Linked DNA regions of Mus musculus: regions 1 and 2 are each linked to region 3. A link is a contact called in public promoter capture Hi-C data. All regions are on one chromosome and are shown on one strand. Each heading gives the region's core, a stretch centred on a gene start, on an enhancer-like site or on the middle of the called end of the contact. The rest is flanking DNA. Distances are from core to core; before and after follow the strand shown. Region 1 holds the start of Ap1s1 (adaptor protein complex AP-1, sigma 1). Region 2 holds the start of Znhit1 (zinc finger, HIT domain containing 1). Region 3 holds the start of Dnaaf5 (dynein, axonemal assembly factor 5).

Region 1 (3,379 bases), core at 774-3,273, 2.1 Mb after region 3:
TTCTCTGCATAAGTTATAAATTGAATTTTATTATACGTATAGGGAAGCTTCCGTTTCACACAGTCAGAGGCTTCAGGAGTCGATTGGGAGTCTTGGAATGCCATCTCTAGAGGATAAAAAGAGGACTGTGTTGTTAATCCTTCAGCCAAAAAAAAATCCGAGTTCCTTAAATCCAAACCTCTTCACTAAAGACAGAAGGACAAACAGGGGAGTAGAGAAATGGAGAGAGAGAAAGCTCTAAAACTCCTGCTACAATTTAAATTCTTTTTACAGTCACATTTACCTATGCTTTAAACTGTTCGGTTTCAATTTCACCACACGCTGGTTTTTTGGTTTTTTTTGTTTTTTGTTTGTTTGTTTGTTTTTTTTGTTTCTTTGGCTTTTCGAGACAGGATTTCTCTGTGTAGCCCTGGCTGTCCTGGAACTCACTCTGTAGACCAGGCTGGCCTCGAACTCAGAAATCCACCTGCCTCTGCCTCCTGAGTGCTGGGATTAAAGGAGTGCATCACCAATGCCCAGCTCCCACTGCTCTCTTTACATAGCCTAGTCTGGCCTTGAACCCTCTTGACCAGTCCTCTTGCCTCTGCCTCCCCAGGGACCAGATTACAGGCATGTGCACAATAATGCCTGGCTAAATTGTTTTGTTGCTCAACGATTTTTTTTTTTGACATTGTGTCTCAGTCCATAAAATGAACTAGCTATGTAGTCAAGAGTCATTTTGAACTCTTGATCTTAGTACATCTGCTTGTACCTTCCAAATAATCACATAATAGGTGTATACCAGCACATCCAGTTTGGTACACACACACACACACACACACACACACACACACACACACACACACACACACATATTCCTCCATAGCCCCAAAACTGGTCATGACCTCTTGCTCTTCCTGCCTCAGCCTCTGCAGGGCTGGGATTGTGACTTGCCTCACCACACCCAGTTCTGGAATCCCACTCTTGCTTGCTTGACAGAGCCACACTGTGTAGTCTAGGCTGGCTGTAGCCTTCTGGCTATGGGGATTACACCACACCCCTTTAATACTATAAGATTCTCTTCATTTCTTCCCCTTTCTCCTTAATTTACAATTTCCTCCCATTCTTTATATTCCTGTTACAGTATTCCCATTTTCAACAATTTTTTTATCCCTGATTTTTATCCCTGGTTTAGTTTTTTTTTAAGATTACATTTTACAAGTGTATTTTGTGTTGCCTGTGACCATGTCTGTCTGTCTGTGTGTGTGTGTATATATGTGTGTGTGTGTGTGTGTGTGTGTGTGGTGTATACAAGCTAGGGTGCTTGCTTATACAGAGGTCAGAGGACAATTTGCAGGAGTCAGTTCTTTCTTTCCACCTTGTGGGTTTGGGGAAACATCTTTACAATCCGAACCATCATATCTGCACTGTTTTGTGTCACTTTTGTTGTTGTTGTTGTTGTTGGAGACAGGCTCTCTGTGGCCTTGGGTGGTCAAGACCGTGCCATGTAGCTGCAGCTGAACTCCTGTCTCTGCCTTCCAAGTGTAGAGATCACAGGATACACCACCACACCTGCCTTGTTTGCTTTGGGGACAGGATCTTGCTTGCTCTGGAACCCTGAGCTGTCCTTGAACTCTTTATTCTCCTAGCCTACCGGTCTCTATTTCCCTCATCCTGCCCATCACCACCCTCTGACTGATGTTTTCCACATCATTCCTCCCAACTTCTTCATCAGCTCCAAAGATCGTGCATACACCTCTCACCCTTTTCCCGCCTTTTTCCCCCACAAATGCTCCAAAGCTCGAAGTCCTCATTGTCCTCTACCCCCTCCCTTCCCATCCTCCAATCAACCCACCAAGACAGCCCTGTTACCATGACGACCAGGCTTTTGCAAAACTGAAGTCAAGGACCTGGTTGCCATGGTTTCCGCTTCTCCGCCTCCAGCCCCGCCTGCGCGCCGGATGAGATGGGGGTGGGTCGCTGCAGCGTTGGCGCCTGCGCAATGCGTCCGTGCTTGGAGCCGGCGAGGCCTTGGGGCGGGGCTTCAAGCGGAGAGGGAGGGAAAAGAAAAGAATCCGACTGGGAGTGGAGCTGGCTTCTACGGTGGCCGGAGAGGGACGCACCGGGCTGGAGGCTGCAGGATGGTAGGCTGTGAGGAGAGGGAGGGGACGGGGACCCGAGGGGCGTGGGCTGTACCTGCAGGGGTCCGGAGGGGGGCTGCCCTTTGTGGGAGTCGCCCTGTCTTCCCTGTGGTCCGCAAAGGATCCACTTCCTGGAGCTGCTGGAGAGAGCTGACCTCGGAAGCTGGAAATGGCACTAGGGACAGGGGTTGGGAGGAGTCTTGCTGGTTAGGAGAGAGGGGACTAGAGCTGAATGGTGGCGGGACTGTCCCGAGCCTGGAGAAGCGCTCGGGACTCTGGGAATCTTTAAGACCCTCCCAGGCACTGCCGCAGGGAAGGCACGAGGTTGGGGCGCCGGGGTCACTCGGGATGGTTGCAGGTCGCCGAAACCCCTTCCCTTGAGGCCCACACTGGAGCATGGCCCATGGAGAGCTCGGTGTGGGAGGGAACAGTTTCCGGGTCTCTGGAGTGAACCTCCTGTCTCGCTTCCTTGACAGCTCACCCGGAGTTCTGGCTCAGGTGGGCTCTAGGGTTTGCCGTCGGGGACCTAGGCTCTGGAAGACTCCCTACTTTGGCAATCCCAGCTCTCCACCCTCTCCGGGGCATTTTCTTTTCCGGAACCCAGGCCTTCCTGCTGTAGCTGTCACCTCCTTTTCTTAACTACACAGGACTCCCTCAGTTCTTCACCTTCCCTATCCCCCCCACCAACAGTACTTACTTCTAGCTTCTGGGGTGTTGTTTTCTTTTAACTTAACCTGCTAAACTGGAAGTGTGGGACACACACAGATATCCCAACCCGGGCCATGTTCTCAGAGCTGTTTGCTGGGAATTGAGTTCAGGATATGGAATGAGGAACCTCTGCAACTGGTAATAAAACTAGGGCCATGCGGGAAGCAGTGAGGACTCTGCTTGCTAGTTATTCCACAGACATTCCCTAGGAGAGCCCTCCAGGGTGACTATGCCCCTGTCTGAGGGACCCAGTGATCAGTCACCTGATGTCTCAGAAGAAAGGTCAGGCCTTAGAGTGCACACCTGTAACCTGGTACTCAGAGGTAAGAAAAAGGGAGATCAGAAAACCAAGGGCAGCCTTCGCTACTTAGGGAATTGAGATCAGCCTGTGCTACATGAAACATTGTCTCACAAAAGAAAGACAGAAAAGAGGGCCAGAGAGACGGCTCAGCTTGTCCGGGTGGCTGATAACCTGAGGTCATTCCCAGGAGCCATGTGGTGGAAGGAGGGGACTGACTCCTCCTCTGACCTCTGCATGTAAGTGATGGCAC
Region 2 (3,183 bases), core at 255-2,754, 2.2 Mb after region 3:
ACCTGACCTTCTGGCCTCCACCAACTGTTCGAGCCACATCACCCCCTCGCCACTCCTGTCCCAGGCCCAGGGTCTGCAGGAAAGATCCCACCCCCACGCAGCGGAAGAGGTTCAGCTGGCCAAGATGAGGAAACAGGACCAACCCCCACGACCCCTGCCCTCTCCCGCTGGAATTTCTCCCATGGGTCCCCCCACTCACCCGTACAGTGTAGTTAAAGAACTCCGCAGACTGCAGAAAACGCCGGTACCCCTCTGTCTCTGCCGTAGCCACAGTGATCACCAGCAATTTGTCTGTCATAGCCAGAGAACTGGCACTTAAGACACGGCTTAGTGTCCCACGTGTTTATCCCTCTGTATCACCCCCGACACACACACACACACACACACCTCCATATTACTTCACTAAAGTTCTTTCAGCACATTTGATCTCCAGAAGAGTCGGGTGAGAGTAACATACACGAATGGGGGCTGGGGTGTTCCTGTCTGTCTGGGGAGCCTGGAACCCCAAGTTCTGCATGAGAGGCTAATGCACTGGGAAGGCTGGACACTCCCTTCCAGGCTGGCGGACGTGTCGACCCTGCCCACTGGCCGCCCGGGTTCTCACCTGGGTTGACAGCATTGGCGCCCCGGGGTCGATCGGAGGCAGAAGTTACGGGGGGCAGCGGCGGCAGCAGCAGCAGGAGCAGGAGCAAAAGCCGGGGTTCCGGGCCTGCCGCAGCCATGGCTAGCAGCACGCTTAGGCTACACCCAGGCCCGCACCGGCGCTGAGCTGAGCGCCTGGATTCCGACGCCCCGGGAAGATTCTGGGAAAAGGGGAAACCGAGCCCGCTGAGAGGAGGAGCTGTGCTCGGGACTCCGCCCTGGAAAAAAGGCGTAACCCGAGGCCACCGAAAACCCGAGATGCAGACGGCGAGACAAGGCAAGGATTGTCCCGCGGGCGCGGGCTGGAGGGTGGGGAGGAGCCGAGGGTCCGGTCCTGGGCACTGCCTGACTCACACCGGAGCAACCGAATCCCCCCGGGAGGGGAAGTGACCTTTTGAGGAGGGTCCAGGCGACGCGGGGGCGGGTCTTGACCACAAGTCTGACCCGGAGGAACACAGGACAGCAAGGCCTGGGGTGGCGCGCGGCGGGGGCGACGGGCCCGGAGGGGCCGGGAAGCCGGAGGCGGGATCGCGCGGACATCCTCGTGGGTCTGGGTTCAACAAAGCCACCGAACCTGCCTATCCTGTCCCGCAGCGCGGGGACACGCACCGGGGATGCAAAGGGCACAGGGACAAGAGCGCTCCCCTAAAGACCACCCACGCCAGTTTTTAAAAAGTGACCATTTGCAGGCGGCTCTCAGATTTTTTTTTTTGGGTAACCACAATGCGACCGGAATTAGGTTTGCCCCTATCAAAGATGGCGGAAAGCGAAAGCTTGCTGATCTCCAAGGGAACATCACGTAATGACTTCAAGCGGGAGGGGAAAGACTGCGCACGCGTATGTGTGCACGCCACCGGAAGGGGTGTGCTCAGAGCAAGGGTCGGTGGTTAGTACGCGTGCGCAGTAGGCTCTTCTGTCAACTGTGTTGCGCCAATGGTGGAGAAGAAACCCGCCGGTATGTGAGCCTTGAGTGGTTCGCCCTTTTGTGCTTCCCAAGTTCAAATTCAGCCTAACATCTCCCCGCCTAGCTTTTCACGTCAATTACCTTCGCTCAGTGTTGGGGCAGTCTCGGAACCATTAATTCGTGTTTTGTGACTGCTTGCTTCAGCAGACGTTGGGGATGGAGAGGATGTGTTGTCTCTCCAAAGCCCGGGTGCTATGAGCAGTGGTACTCACCTCGGCTTCTGGATTGTTTTGCTTTTGTTTTTTTTTTGTTTTTTGTTTTTTTCTTCGAGACAGGGTGCGTACCCTTGGCTGTCCTGGAACTAGCTCTGTAGATTAGGCTGGCTTGGAACTCACAGAGATCTGCCTGCCTCTGCCTCTACACTGCTGGGATTAAAGGCGTGCGCCACCATCGCCCCACTTTCCTCCAGCTTCTGGATGTTGGATGGAGGGAACAGAGAAACTTAGGAAATCAAAGGGCTTGGCTTTGGGTACTACACAAACACGTGCACACACACACACGAACATACACACTTCATTCCTTCCTTTCTCTCTTTTTTTAATGTAGCCTAGGCTGCCTATGTAAATTAGGCTGGACCTCAGCCTCTTGGTGTCCTGTAGTCCTGAAGTCTGTGGTTTGGGGGAGTTCTGGTTTGAGACTGGCATGTTATGGGAAACCCAGCACCAGGAATGGGCAGGTGAGATGGTGCATGCAGTAGGTAAAGTTGCTTGCTGCCAAGCCTGACTACTTGAGTTCAGTCCCCAGGATCCACATGATAGGAGAAAAGGCTTCCATACAGTGTCCTCTGATCTCTGCACGTGTACTGCAACACCTACATGTGCACAGAAACACTCAGAATAAATGCACTTTTTGAAGAAAGATAGAAATACAAGAAAAAGAGGTCAGAGATGAGCCCCTGCTGATAGGGTGTTGTCCAGCATGCCCAAAACTCTTGCTCCATCCCCAGCATCACATAAGCCTGGTGTGGCTGTGCACAGGAGGTCATCCCAGGCCAGCCTGGGCTTCCTGAGATCCTATTGAAGGTTGTGGGGGTGAGAAAGGGACAGGCCAAAGAGCGCTATCAATTAAAGAAAAAGGACAGGCAGAAGCAGCCTCGAGAGCAAGAGAGGAGACAAAATGTCGGGATAGGAAATATATCCAACAAGATAGGGGGACATCTGGGAGCCACACTGGGGAGACTTTTAGTCCAAGGAAGGTAGTCGGTGCAGTCACAGGGCACAGGCATGCGTCTCAGGCTGAAGGAACATTCTAGAAATGTACACTGGATTTTGCCCTACTGAATCACAGGTCTTGAGAATATGGAGGCCAGAAGTCAATACTGTGTCAATTCTCAAAGGCGCTCTTTATTTTAATTTGTGTATGTGTGCTGCTCTGTGCAGGTGAGTGTAGGTATCCATGAAGGACAAAAGAGGCAGTTGGAATTACAGAAAGTTGTGAGCCACCCTCATGGCTGCTGGTCCTGGGTCCTGGAAACAGCTGTAGCACTCTGCAAGAGCAGGGAGCGCTGTTAACCACTGAGCCCTCTCTCCAGCTGCAATTTATTGTGTCTCCAGTTATTGCTGGGACTGGGAGGACTT
Region 3 (3,129 bases), core at 123-2,622:
CCACTGCCAAACTGGATCACAGTGCCCGTGGCTTCGATAACGGCTACCCGGACCTTCCAGTGCTGGTGGGAGATGGTCTGCATCAGGGGGCCTATCAAGGACTCCGATTGCATGTGGAAGTGCTCTGTGGGATTAGGGAGGCTGCTGGTTATGCGATACAGCTGCATGGGGCCCTGTTCTGTGGCTACCATCAAACCTTCCTCTGGCCTCTGCTAGCCTCAGCTCCCACTTTTTCTCTCCAATGGTGCTGGGAGCTGCTTATGCTCCAGGCATCCGGAGGGATATATACACCTATTTCACAAAGTTGGCTCCCCCCTACCCCCGGGAAGACTTTAAACACTAGGTAGGGCCTCTTAACTTTTCCAAACTCTAGTCTAGAAGGAAAAAAGGGAAAAAGCCCTGATCAAGCAGGGCTGTAGATAGAGGGTAGAAATAAACGAGAAGCAGCCTCCCTTCATCCAGGAAGTTAGTGACCCGTGTCAGAGACAGAGAAGACACTGGAGTAAAGAAACTGAGTTGAGTTGTCCTTTCCCACATGAGTCCCATAACCCAGCATAAAAATGATCATGAAATGGGTGTGACACAGGTCTGAGAGTCTAGCACTTTAGGCTGAAGTAGAAGCAGCGTTATGTTTGACACCAGCCAGGGCTACATGGTGAGATCTCTTGTCTCGTGCCCCCTCCCATCGGAAATGACCTTACGAAGGAACCAGCCCACTTTAGTTCAGTTTCTGGACATCTAGGTAACCAGGGAAGCGGATAGGACGCTCACCCGGAGTGGCACGGGCCAGAGCGGCTGCGCACTCGCAGCCCTCCCGGCGCACCGCAGCGAAGGGGTCGAGCAGCGCGGCCCGCAAGGCGCGCACGGCGTCGTCCAGGTGGGGCGCGAGCGCGGCGCCGCCCAGGTCTACGGCGAGGTGGAGCAGCTGCACGAGGGCGAGACGCAGCTCCTCGCAGGGCTCCGGCGGCGGCCGCGCGAGTTCAGGTCGGGCCAGGCGTGCGCTGAGCGCCGGCAGCAGACGCGGCAGAGCGTCGCGGGGCCGCGCGGCGCGGCGCAGGCCAAGGTCGAGCAGGTGAGCGGCCAGCGCGCGGCAGCCCTCGGCCGGATCGCTTAGAAGCCGCAGCAGGCGCGGCAGCAGCAGACGGGCCCAGGGGCCCTGGAAGGCCGCGGAATCCGCGCCGGGCCGCACCGCCTCTTCCAGTACCTGCTCCAGAGCCTCCAGAGCGCGCCGCCGCCCCAGCTTACTTTCCGTCTCCAGCCCCGGTAGCAGGCGGCTTAGCGCGCGGGTCAGTTCCGCGGCTTCAGCCGCCTCGGTTAAGCCCGGGGCCGCGGCCACCTCCGCCTCCGCCGGCGCCGCCATCTTGAGCGCGTTGCCTGTCTCCAAGGGAACCGGCGCTAGTACGATGGTCCGAGCACGCTTTACGGCAAGACTTCCGGCTGCCTGGGTTGCTCGAGGCTGAGTGTGCGCCCCTTAGGAGTGATGCTGGGGGAGGGGCAGGGAGTAAGGGAGAGGCGGGGCCAGGGAAGTGGGCGGGCAAAGGGCTTAGAGGGCGGAGTGACGGGCAGGAGGACGAGAGAGGCTAAGAGAAGCAAGTGTAATTGGCTAGGTCCGGGAGTCTGGGGTGGGGCGCGAACCTTGAGGGCGAGGCAGAAGACAGCAAGCTCGGCAAGGGCCTTGGGCGAAAGAGGTAGTGGGCGGTACGAGGGGGTTGGTAGGCGGGACACGGGCCTCTTGGGTAGGGGCTTAGTGTAAAGAGAGGGGAATAAGGGATAATGGGAGGGGAAAGAACCAAATAGGCGGGGTGTGGACTTCGGGAGCATTGCAGGAGGTGGCAGGCGGAGCCCTGGTTTTGTGGGCGGGGCGAAGAATAAGGGTCTACGGGAAGGAGGCGGGGCAAGGAGTAGTGGGTTGGATGGGGGGGTAGGTGGGCGGGGCATGGGCCGCGCAGCTGGCTGACAAGTTTCAATAATAGGTGGGGTGCAGGTTTGGGGAAGGGACATAAAGCTCGAGGGAGGGGTGGGGGTCTGAGTAAGGTGAAGCGTGAGGATTGAGGTGCCTGAGACAAGGGCTGACAGGTGGGACGCAGGCCTTAGGGCGTGGCAAATGGCTAGGGGCGAGGCCAAGAGTGGGGCTGTCCTGTGCCTGAGTCTGGAACTTGGCCTGAGTGGCCAAGCTTCTGCAAGCCTGCACCTTCAGGTTCCTTTCCTCAGGGGCAGCTTAAGCTGAGGTTCTTTCTAATGGTGTAGATATGGCTGATCCTTACTGGGTTCCTCAGAGGTCATGAAGAAGTCAAGTGTGAATCTGCCACACGGTCTGACCTCAGTTTAGACATGAGGTATGCTCGATGGCTGGAAGTGTTTTTTTAGGGGGTCAGAGATGGTATTGTCAGTGGTCAGGACCCCCCACTGGGCACTTCCTAGGCCTGACTCAGTGCTGCATGACTTGGGCATCCAAACGAGTCACATCTGAGAACAGGCTTATAATGTTAGGGGTTGGGTTTTGTAACAAATTTGGCCTTTTTTTGTTGTTGACATTAGTTTTGTGGGAAATTGGTGTGAACCCTTAGGTGTTTTGAATGTGGCGTGGAAGCTTTAGGGGAACCATGTAAAATTGCTTAGGGTGGCAAAAGAGTTGTGAAGAGAGGTGACTGGCCAAGCAAAGGCTTGGTGTTAGAGGTGTCATGGACTCGTATGTCAAAGTCTTAAGCCTAGTCCATCAGAGTGTGAGTGTCTGGAGGTAGGATCTTTGCAGATGTCAAGATTGAGATATTGGGGCTAGCTGCTATCCTCATAAGGGGAATTTGGCATAGATGTGCAAGCCGTGAAAAGGCTTTGTGAATGTTAGGTGGGCAGACGGCAAGCCCAGGGAAGCAGCCCTTCCAACTTCATCTTAGCCCAGCATCCCAGTATGTGAGGGTTGTGGCCGGCCGTGGCAGCTGAAGCTGACGGTGCTTGTCTGTGGCCAGGGGACCTCTTAGGGGAAGGAGAAGTGTCTTGTAGGGAACAAGGGGATGTGCAGGACAGCCAGGATAGCCTTTGTCTCTCTGCAGGGAGCCAAGGAAGATGCTTTACGTGGAACACTGAAAGCTAAGTCTGCACTTTTAAGGATGCCTGTGGCTGCTGTGAAGG

The links. Promoter capture Hi-C pulls out the DNA fragments that hold promoters and counts their contacts.
Region 1: a contact with region 3 is called in a promoter capture Hi-C map of liver, with 4 times the contacts expected there. The contact joins the promoter of Ap1s1 here to the promoter of Dnaaf5 in region 3. A contact is called at or near these places in 2 of 39 promoter capture datasets (hippocampal neurons and liver).
Region 2: a contact with region 3 is called in a promoter capture Hi-C map of liver, with 3 times the contacts expected there. The contact joins the promoter of Znhit1 here to the promoter of Dnaaf5 in region 3. A contact is called at or near these places in 2 of 39 promoter capture datasets (liver and pre-B cells).

What each region holds. Positions count from the first base shown.
Region 1 is chr5:137,044,752-137,048,130 of GRCm38.p6, reverse strand. It overlaps Ap1s1 (adaptor protein complex AP-1, sigma 1), which reads left to right and starts at 2,023. Exons shown (of 5, transcript NM_007457.3): 1 at 2,023-2,123. The coding sequence starts at 2,121.
Region 2 is chr5:136,985,225-136,988,407 of GRCm38.p6, reverse strand. Znhit1 (zinc finger, HIT domain containing 1) reads left to right here and starts at 1,504. Exons shown (of 5, transcript NM_001310747.1): 1 at 1,504-1,597. The coding sequence starts at 1,576. It overlaps Plod3 (procollagen-lysine, 2-oxoglutarate 5-dioxygenase 3), which reads right to left and starts at 1,389. Exons shown (of 19, transcript NM_011962.3): 1 at 605-1,389; 2 at 200-291; 3 at 1-73. The coding sequence starts at 722.
Region 3 is chr5:139,148,478-139,151,606 of GRCm38.p6, reverse strand. Dnaaf5 (dynein, axonemal assembly factor 5) reads right to left here and starts at 1,372. Exons shown (of 13, transcript NM_001081265.2): 1 at 772-1,372; 2 at 1-124. The coding sequence starts at 1,360. It also overlaps a transcript of Prkar1b not described here.